Regions from separate parts of the Mus musculus genome. Here region 1 is linked to region 2. The links are chromatin contacts, called in public Hi-C maps. All regions are on one chromosome and are shown on one strand. Each heading gives the region's core, a stretch centred on a gene start, on an enhancer-like site or on the middle of the called end of the contact. The rest is flanking DNA. Distances are from core to core; before and after follow the strand shown. Region 1 holds the start of Ncmap (noncompact myelin associated protein). Region 2 overlaps Srrm1 (serine/arginine repetitive matrix 1).

Region 1 (5,211 bases), core at 987-3,486, 80 kb after region 2:
CATGTGCTACCACCCCCTGGCTGACCTTAAAACTTCTGATTCTCCTGCCATCCCTGGTTCTGCCGCCCTGCCCCACATCCCAGGGCAGGGAGGCAGAGCCATCATGGCTACCTCATGTCCTGGCCTCTCTTGAATATGCCCATGTCCAGCAGAGGGCTGTTATTTGAGAAGAGCCACTGGCATAGGGAGAAGCAGAGGTTTCAGATGAATGAGAGGATGTACCCCTAAGCTGGGGGGACATGGGTGAAGAAAATCACAGTTCTGCCAGGACTGCCTCAAAGCCAAGAGCGCAGGTCTACAGTCCACAGAAAACTCCCCGAGTGTCTACATGTCCCCTGCAGTGCTGGGGGTGGGAACAGTGAGGGGGGCACTCAGCATCCATGCTCCTCCCTGTTCACTTAGAGTTCACAGTGAGACACAGGTGGGTTCGCTGTATGTACGTATGTATGTATGTATGTATGTATGTATGTATGTTCTGCCTGCATATATGCCTGCAAGCCAGAAGAGGGCGCCAGACCTTATCATAGATGGTTGTCAGCCATCATATGGTTGTGGGACTTGAACTCAGGACCCCTGGAAGAGCAGTCAGTGGTCTCAACTTCTGAGTCATCTCTCCAGCCCTATTTACTTATTTTTAAGGATTGTATTACTATCTAGCCTGGGCTGGCCTTGAACTTGAGACAAGCCTCACCCTTCACCCTCGTGAGTACTGAAATTACAGGCATAAGCAAGACCCAAGTAAGTGCTACAAGAGGCCTTGACCTTGCCTTTCTGGGGGACCGTGTCCCTGTCTCTGTCCCTCTGGATGCCCGCACTCCCACCAGCCTCAATCCTCGTCAGATCTTTGCTACTCATGTTATCACATGGCCACCTGGAGGTCACCAGAACCAGACAGGCTCGGGATAGTGTTTACTGCTGTTATATACAAGCCTGTGTCCAGCCTGAGCTACAGTTCAGGTGGTGATATGAGTCCAGTTGGAGAATTAGGAATTAGGTGGGCAATCCCAACCACAGAGACCAGGGGAGCCTATCTTCAAGCCCAGCTCAGCCGCCTGTGCCTGCTCACCACACACACCAGGAGGTGCCCAGCTCCACCCGATGCTGCCACTCTTTTTTGTTTTGTTTTGTTTTTTGTTTTGGTTTTTCGAGACAGGGTTTCTCTGTGTAGCCCTGGCTGTCCTGGAACTCACTTTGTAGACCAGGCTGGCCTCAAACTCAGAAATCCGCTTGCCTCTGCCTCCCAAGTGCTGGGATTAAAGGTGTGCGCCACCACGCTCCACAATGCTGCTGCCACTCTTAAGCCCCTGGTTTAACTACGAGCCCAGCTTTACTGGAGCTGGTGAGGCAATTGTGAACCAGACACAGTCCCTGGCCCCAAGGAGCCAGTCTGGCAAAAAGGAATAGCTTACATAAAATCAAATCACCGGTTCGTTTAGATACAAGAAAGTTTCACTTAGGTACAAGAAACCGAATTGGTAAGAAGAGGCTGCCTCAAGGCGACAGCCAGCCAGGCCGAGGCGGAGACTCGGATTGGGTACCACTCCACTCCGGCTTCTTTGCTCCTTTCGCAGCTTCTCAAATCCCCCAACCCCTCTTCCAAGAAGAATCTTCCTCCCGCACCCCAGAGCTTCCCCACCCAGCCCCTTTGGAGGCAGGAATCCATTTCCTTCCACCTCAAGGTACCCGGGACTGGAATCTCCCACTATCAAGGAGCGGCTGATTCAACATCTCGCTTATTGACTCTGGTACGAGCCCGGGCCCCTTTTCCGGGTGCTGGTCTCATTGGACTGCACAGCTCCTGGGGCCTCGGAAGGAGCGTGCTCTCCTGGATGCCCAGTTTATAAACCAGGAGAGCTCAGGACCCGAGGGGGAGGGGAGTTCAAGGCTCCTACCTCTCGTAGGCTTTTCTTCCGGGAGTCCAGGTCGCTCCCTGTGACTTCGTAGGAGCGGACAAGGAAACCACCAGCTTTCCGCATGCCAGAGATGTAGCCCCGAATGCACCCAGCTTCGGGGTGCTTCTCAGCTTGCACCCTGAACACCTCTGTGCACCGGTGTCTGCAGACAACCGGGAGATGTTGCTGACCTTTCAGCTACCGGCTCACGCCAAGGCGCGCGCCAGGCTGGGGACCCCTGGGGGTCCGGAGAGCTATCTTCCGCGGGCCTGAGCCCCTGTGCGCTGTCCTTCCAAGCCCCCGCGTTCCGTGCCCTGCGCCCTACCTGCTCCACACCCCAGCCCCGCCTCTTGCAGCCGCCGCTGTCGCCTCCGGGTCCTGTCCCGCCCCATCCCTCCCAACTAGTGACCACCCTCCCCCATCACCTGCCCAGCGCTCCCGCCCCGCCCGCAGTGTCCCCACGTCGCTCTCTCCTCCTGCCGCTCAGGGGACTTCAGGTCTGGCACCCCCCCGCACCCACTTCTTCCAGGTTGGAATTGTGAGAAGACAAAAGAGGAGGAAGGGACCTCGCGTTGACGGAGAGCTGAATCGGATGAAGCGAGCTGATGGAGTGAAAGTGTGGACCAGCTGTGGGATCCGAGGACCAGAGGACTGGCAGTTTACAGGTGACAGAAATTCCTCCTGAGCGTGATTAGAAACTAATTTTCTAGTAGTACACAGGCAGCAGAGGCAAGGGGATTGCTGCAAGTTCAAGGCTGGCTCCGAAAACATAGTACGTTTCAGCTAGCATGGGTCAGTGGGTAAAGTGCTTGCCTAGCAAGCGTGAGAAAATTCCCTGTTTCCTGCCTAAAAGTTAGCACGGAGGGTGGGGTGGGCTTAGAAGATGAGCTTAACATAAGTTCAGTTCCCAGCACCCACATCAGGAAAGGCACGATTGCTTCTAACTCCATCCCCTCCCACATGAACACATGCACACACAAAATTTAAAAAAAGAATTATTGGGCTGGTGAGATGGTTCAGCGGTTAAGAGCACTGACTGCTATTCCGAAGTTCAAATCCCAGCAACCAAATGGTGGCTCACAGCCACCTGTAATGAGATCTGACGCCCTCTTCTGGTGTGTCTGAAGACAGCAACAGTGTACTTATTTATAATAAATAAAATCTTTTTTTAAAAAAAAGAATTATTGCTTCACCAACGAAAATAAAAAACAGCACTCCCACTTTCAACTAGGCTGTGCGCATCTTCACGGTCTCCGGGTGCCACACGGTCTCTCCAGCACACGGTAGGCTCACAACCAGATTTAAGAGATCCTTGTATAAACAGGGAAATGAAGTACCAGGAAGACAAGGTGGGCCTCAGGTCCCCAGAAGGTAAAGTGGCAGACTGGGAGTAGAGCCAGGAAGTGACTGGGTCTGGACCGAGCGCCCCTGAGTTGCTTCCATGGCTCAGTGTGAAGCAACTTCTGTATTAGTCAGGGTTCTCTAGAGTCACAGAACTTACGGATAGTCTCTATATAGTAAAAGAATTTATTGATGACTTACAGTTGGCAGCGCAATTCCCAACAATGGTTCAATCGCAGCTGTGAATGGAAGTCCAAGGATCTAGCAGTTACTCAGTCTCACACAGCAAGCGGGCGAAGGAGCAAGAGCCATGGAAGAGTTACTTGTACTTTGATAGGAAACTCCGTCGTGGGTTTGTTGACACATGCTGTTAGACAATACCATGCATGATTCACTGCCTCACCAAAGACGGAGTGGCCACACATGATGGAGGAGGGCAAGGTAGGGGGCACTCCTGGCTCTGAACTAGAGTAGGGTCTCTTAGGGACATTCTGGGATGTTTCCAGATCCTCTTCTGGGTATGGGTACAAGATCTCAGTTGTTAGATGGCCTTGGGTTCAAATTCTGATCCATTGTTTACTAATTCCAAGACAGGTGTGGCTATGGCTATGGCTATGTGTCTTCAGCTCCGTGCTACTATGGCAAGGACTAGAAATGAGGTGCTTCAGGTGATGGGCAGGCTGGGGACATTTATATTTATTCATAGAGCCAGAGAGAAATGTACACACGCCGGGCGTGGTGACGCACGCCTTTAATCCCAGCACTCGGGAGGCAGAGGCAGGCGGATTTTTGAGTTCGAGGCCAGCCTGGTCTACAAAGTGAGCTCCAGGACAGCCAGGGCTACACAGAGAAACCCTGTCTCGAAAAACAAAACAAAACAAACAAACAAACAAAAAAAGAAGTGTACACACACACACACAGTTCCCTCTGAGAGATCTGTTTATGGTCCTCCTATCTTCTGTATCTCTGTCCATCTCTTCCTTTCTCCCCTAACATACCACATCAGAACAAGTTCTCACACTCCTATAATGAAGGGACATAGAGACAGACCCTTTCTTTCCCCCAGTTTTTTCTTTTTTAAAATATTTACTTTTATCTTATGTGCATTGGTGTTTTGCCTGTATGAATGTGTATGTATGTCTCTGTGAGAGTTTAAGATTTTGGAGTTACAGATAGTTGTAACCTGCCATGTGGGTGCTGGGATTTGAACCCCGGTCCTCTGGAAGAGCAGTCAGTGCCTTTAGTGCCTTTAACCACTGAACCATCTCTCTAGTGCCCCTCCCCCCTTTAAAACTATAACCAAGACCAGGCAGCCCAAGTGTAGAAGACTGAAGGCGTTCTTTATCCGCTACTCTGGTCCAGCATTAAAGCCCTGGAATGTTCACTCTGGGTTAGCGTCTTTGAGCAACGGGCATCACCACAGAAGCCCTGCCCTGCTTAATGGACCTCACCTCCAGTGAAGTGGGGTTCTGGGGTGGGGTACAAGATGATTCATCTACAAAAGGGAGAGAACCGGAGAAGTTCTGTGGAGGAAACAATACCTTCTGTCTCAGAACGTTCCAGGTGGGAAGGCAGTGACCTCTCTCCACAAGACAGGGACAGGCAAACACCCTCTTAGGAACAACCTGGTTGTGTCCTGTGTGGGCAAAGCCTATAAGCAGAAAGTCACCCAAGAGGGGACCCTGAGGGGAACGCTGAGGTCAGAGGTCATGGTGAGGCCTTATCCTGACAGGGGGAAGAGCTCAGGCTTCATTTTAAGGATGGGGTTTCTCCCTTAAAGAAGCCGGGAGGGTGAGAAGGAAGGTCACACTCTGGTCTAGCCCTTGTTCCAGTAGATCACTGGAGCTGGTGCCAGGGATAGAGAAAGCTAGCTGGAAAGTGGTGTGGTATGTGTGTGTGTGTGTGTGTGTGTGTGTGTGTGTGTGTGTGTGTAAGGAGTGGTTGGGGCTTATCTGGAGGAAGGCAGGCAGAGGACTGA
Region 2 (5,571 bases), core at 1,729-4,228:
TAGGAGGTGTGTCCTTGGTAGAGGATGTGTCCACCAGGAGTGGGCTTGGAGGTTTCAAAAGATGCATGCCATTCCCAGTATCTTGCTCTGTGTCATACTTTGCAGGACCACGATGTGAGCTCTCAGTTGTTCCTGCCCTTGTGTTTTGTGTTTTTGTTTTGCTCTGTCAGCGAGGACTCTAACCCTCCGAAGCTGAAGCCCATTTAACCACTTCCCTTTATAAGTTGCCTCGGTCATGCACGTTTTATCACAGTAATGGAAAAGTAACCAAGACACAGGGTGAGTGGCCTGGCAACTTCCAGCTACAGCCATCAGCATGGGGGAAGTCTGGGCGGGCTGGAACTCGAAGAGTCTGCTGACATCCCATCCCTTCCAGAGCAGAGGGCAGGGAACTAGTGCTGGATCGCTGGTGCTCAGTTGCCTCTCTCCGCAGGCAGGACCCAGGGTCTGCTCACAGTGAAGAAGACTCTTCCCTCTTCAATGATATCAGGCTGGAGAGATAGCTCAGTGGTTAAGAGCACTGACTACTCTTCCGAAGGTCCTGAGTTCAAATCCCAGCAACCACATAGTGGCTCACTCACAACCACTTGTAGTAAGATCTGACGCACTCTTCTGGAGTGTCTGAAGACAGCTACAGTGTAGTTACAGATAATAAATAAATAAATCTTAAAAAGAAAAAGAAAGAAAAAGAAATGATATCAAGGAATACGAGCCTGCTGGTGAGGAACTGAGGCGTCCTGACGGCTGCAGCGTGAGTGGGGCCATCTGGGTCCCCAGTGTCAGTCAGGCCTCCTGCCTAACCCTAAACACTGTAACAGCATTTTATGATGGATGCATCAAAAACCACACGCCACTACTGCGGACCTAGATTACTTCAAATCTCCAACCTCCTGAATTGTGTCAGGTCGTGCCATTTTGAGGCAGGATAGCCATGCAATGAAAATTAAGGGGCCACAGGAAAGGCACCTCCCACTCTAGGCTGTCACTGACGTCAAGGATCCCATAACAATTATGATTTGTTATGAAGGCCGCCTGCATATACATGATGGTCCATTGTTTGTTCATTTGTTTGGAGACAGGGTTTCTCTCCATAGCCCTGGCTGTTCTGGAACCAGCTCCATAGACCAGGCTGGCTTAGAACTAAGAGATCCATTTGCCTCTGCCTCCCAAGTGTTGGGATTAAAGATGTGTGCCACCATTATTTGGCCCACGATAATCCTTTTATGTAGATATTTAAAACTAGAATGTGAAAAGATGGGGCTGCAGAGATGGCTCAGGGATGAAGAACTCTCGCTGCTCTTCCAGAGGACCTGGATTCAATGACTAGAACTTATGGGGCAGCTCACAACAGCCTATATATATATGGGTACACTGTAGCTGTACAGATGGTTGTGAGCCTTCATGTGGTTGTTGGGAAATGAACTTTTTTAGGACCTCTGCTTGCTCTGGTCAGCCCCACTCGATCAGGTCAGCCCTGCTTGCTCAGTCCCTGCTTGCTCCGGCCCAAAGATTTATTATTATACATTAAGTAAGTACACTGTAGCTGACTTCAGACGCACCAGTAGAGGGTGTCAGGTCTCATTAAAGATGGTTGTGAGCTACCATGTGGTTGCTAGGATTTGAACTCAGGACCTTCATAAGAGCAATCAACGCTCTTACCTGCTGAGCCATCTCACCAGTCCACTGCCTGTAATTCTAGTTTCAGAGAACCAAGGCTAAGTATGCACATGGTGGGCAGACATTCCTGTAGGGGAAAATTCATACGCATTGAAAAGAGATATCAGAACGGCAGGGAGCCCGGCTTAAGCCTGAGCGTGTATGGCCTTTTGCTCCTTCCTAGATTCAAACTTGGAGTATTCCAGGAATCTCACAAATGAGACTATAAGAGACCCTGTATACAATGAAAATGTCTCAGCTTCCCCGAGTCACCCTGTGACCCATGCCCCTTCTCAGCGCGCTCTAGAACCTGCCCTGTCATCTTCAAGGCTCTTATCAAACATCTAAGCCCTCATAAGCCCTCCAGGTCCTGTACGCTAGGCCACTGGAAGGACACTGAGGCGGATGTTCCCTCTCGAAAAGCCCTCACACCTTTAATCCTAGCACTTGGGAGGCAGAGGCAGGCTGATTTCTGAGTTTGAGGCCAGCCTGGTCTACACAGCAAGTTCCAGGACAGCCAGGGCTATATAATGAGACCTTGTCTCAACAAAACAAAACATAAACCAAAACCACTCCAACAGATAGACGGTAAGTGAGCAGTTGCAGCGGAACAAACCTTACCCTTGAGTTTGAACCCCGGATCTGATATAAAGTGGGAAGAATGGGCTTTGTGAAATTGTTCTGACTTCCACATGAGCACTGGGGCACACATAAATGCATATTTATACAGCATACACGGATGGAAATGCACTCAACAATATTAAAAATAAATAACATCTGCTAGGCATGGCGGCACATGCCTTTGCTTAATCGCAGCTCTTGGAGACAGGGCATGCAAGCTATCGGAGTTGAAAGGCAGCCAGGTTCACATACTGAGTTCCTGGCCAACCAAAGCTACATAGATGGCTCAGTGGTTGACAGCAATGGCTGCTCTTCCCAGAGGACTGGGTTTTAATCCCCAGCAACCTTGTGCAACCATCTGTAACTCCTGTCCTGGGGAATCCAATGGCCTCTGAGGGCATGCACACAGGAGGTACAAACAAACAAAGACATATGCATTCAAGCAAAATATCCACCTCTTTCCTTTCTCTTACACACACACACACACACACACACACACACACACACACACACACACACACACAGAGGAACTGAGTTCAAGGTCATCCTTGACCATGCAGCAAGTTCATGGTCAGCCTGGGTTATATGAGATCCTGCCTAAAATAACAATAAAAAGAAAATGACCAAGCAAGCACAGGAGTCTTAGGACTGCACAGTATGCCAGCTCACTCTGTGGCCAAGCAGGGACTAGGCGCCACCTAGTGGACAAATCTGAGGACAGCTGGGACCAGGAAAGAATGGAAAGCCTCTGTGCCTATCCGGACACTGCCAAAGAAATTTGGGGTTTGTTTTTTTAAGACTTATTATATGTAAGTACACTGTAGCTGTCTTCAGACACACTAGAAGAGGGCATCAGATCTCATTACAGATGGTTGTGAGCCACCATGTGGTTGCTGGGATTTGAACACAGGACCTCCGGAAGGGTAGCCAGTGCTCTTAACTGCTGAGCCATCTCTCCAGCCCAATTTTGGGTTTTGCTTGGTTGAAATTTGCCATTTGATAATGGAATATTTTTTCCCCTAAGGCAGGATCTCACTATATTGCTCTGATTGGCCTGGAAATTGCCTGGAAATTGCTATGTAGATCAGGCTGTCCCTCCACTCCCAGTGGGCTCCGTGAATGACTACGATGTACATGTGATGTCTCACCTTACGGTTTTATGCTGATTCACCATTTAATTTATGAGGACACTATAGAAATGATGCTAAACAGAGGTCCAAATTCTAGTAACTTCTATGTTCAGAAATGGGTCAGGAAACGATGGCCGAGCCTTCAAGATGAAGACGGTGCCGAGGAAGCTGACCGCCTCCTGTGCTTGAGTCCAGTTAGTGCTGCTGGCTGAGATGCTGACTGATCTTGCTGGCGTGGCCTTGTGCAGTAACTCTAGCTTCTGTTGAGTTCACAAGCAACTAACTAGGGGGGAAGGCCCTTCTGCTGTTGCCTAAGTTACAGACATGTGCTCCATTTTTGAGATGGGACTCAAAAATGAGTAGAGACTGGGTTAGCCTCTAAACAGCTTCAACTAGCTGTATAGGCAAGGACTGCTGTCAGGTTTCAGTTGGAAAGAATGAAAGCTCCTGTGTTGCATGGGTCAGCCACAAATGTTCCAACTGTCAGGCTAAACAGAAGCAAATACTCCGACTGTTTATACAGGGAGTCCGCATTGTAGTCGCTCAACACTGCTTCTCCTGTCTCACACGGGGTTGGTTTCCACATGGAAGAACACAGAAAGCTCTGCACATGAGACTATTCCCAGCTCTAGAGTCCTCTAGGATTGTCTTCACTGAGTACCTTGTTTCTTCATTATAACTCACTGTAGGTTCCATGTAAAACCAGCTCACTGCTTAAGTCTTTTGATTTAGTTTAGTTTTTTTTTTTTTGAGACAGGGTTTCTCTGTGTAGCCCTGGCTGTCCTGGAACTCATTCTGTAGACCAGGCTGCCCTCAAACTCAGAAATCTGCCGGCCTCTGCCTCCTGAATGCTGGGATTAAAGGAGTAAACCACTACAAAAGGCCCCAGATTTGTTTTTTTTAATTTCACATGCATTGCTGTTTTGTCTGCACGTTATGTCTGTGTGAGGGTGTCCGATACCCTGGAACTGCAGTTACAATCAAGAGTTGCCATATGGGTGCCGGGAGTTGAACTCGGTCGGGTCCTCTGGAAGAGCAGCAATACTTCCAACCACTGAGCCACCCCACCTCTCCAGTCCAGCTCCAGATTCATTTTTAACGAGAAAGCTGTCTTTATATGTGTAACTTTAGGGTAAATGTTGGGGATTATAAAGAAATATGTGGAATCATTAAATTTCCCAGGTTTTTTTCACTGCCCCTCTCCTGGTCACTCCACCCCCACAATTCTTTCCCCGTTCCCCTTCCCTTCTCTTCTGAGCTGGTGTGGGTCCAGATTCTTAATCCAGGGCTTTCTGAAGGGGCCTTCTAGGTTCGAGCCTGGCCCTACCGAAGTCTTAAGTGTCTGTCTTTTGGTTAAAAGTCATAAACAGGGCCGGGCAGTGGTGGCGCACACCTTTAATCCCAGCACTTGGGAGACAGAGACAAGTGGATTTCTGAGTTCGAGGCCAGCCTGGTCTACAGAGTGAGTTCCAGGACGGCCAGGGCTATACAGAGAAACCCTGTCTCAGTCAAAAAACAAAACACCCTTAGGCTTTCCTGAAATTCAGATGTGGGCATTTTGTATTCTAGTTTCATCTATTAGAAGTCACAATCAAATTTATCTGTGCCTCCAAAGACTAGGCTCAGACTTCTGGTGTCACAAGCTTCAGGTCCAAGTGCCACCTGGGAGGTCCTTCACACTGACACCATGCCCTGCTGTAAACTGCCTCTCTCCTCACCAGCTTTCCATGTTCCAAGAACACACCCCCCTCTCCCTTGCTGACATCTCTGCAGTTAGTTATTTCAGTAAGAAGGGGAGAGCCTGCGACATCACTTTCTATTTTCCCTGAACTCCGTCCTCCCCTGCAGGCGAATAAATGTGAGTGGCAATGTTCTTAAATTTAGAAATTTATTCTGTTTAATCCACAAGCTTTATATAGCTTTAGTTAAAAAATAAAATAAAATAAAACAGTGAAACCAAGACACTGTCCAGGCCCTTCCAGCCCGCCAAATACACGAGCTCTTCAGTTGTGGGTACCAATTGGATGAGTAAGGAGAAACATGACGGGAGCCACCGGGTTCCATAAACAAATTTCTATAACTGAAGGGTCCATCCTGGGTCTAGGGAATCGCCTTTACACAGAGAAGAAAAGGGCGAAGGAAACAAAACAACCCTACCTGGAGG

Evidence for each region. Hi-C and Micro-C count contacts between places; a contact is called where the count stands out from the background.
Region 1: a Hi-C map of Th1 cells shows a contact between it and region 2, with 2.9 times the contacts expected there. The contact joins the promoter of Ncmap here to the enhancer-like site in region 2. A contact is called at or near these places in 1 of 484 Hi-C or Micro-C datasets (Th1 cells), 3 of 115 datasets of contacts at active chromatin or transcription factors (embryonic stem cells and pancreatic cancer cells) and 3 of 9 other capture datasets (adipose tissue, liver and pancreatic islet).

What each region holds. Positions count from the first base shown.
Region 1 is chr4:135,395,991-135,401,201 of GRCm38.p6, forward strand. Ncmap (noncompact myelin associated protein) reads right to left here and starts at 2,237. Exons shown (of 5, transcript NM_145555.2): 1 at 1,893-2,237.
Region 2 is chr4:135,315,208-135,320,778 of GRCm38.p6, forward strand. It overlaps Srrm1 (serine/arginine repetitive matrix 1), which reads right to left. Exons shown (of 18, transcript NM_016799.4): 18 at 5,278-5,571. Among named protein-coding and RNA genes, the nearest start is that of Gm12984, 12 kb to the left of the region's middle. Within about 2 kb of position 2,979, at least 19 of the 459 cell types and tissues checked have an H3K27ac peak or open chromatin away from gene starts, as enhancers often do. A contact at or near this core is called in Th1 cells, where this site is marked.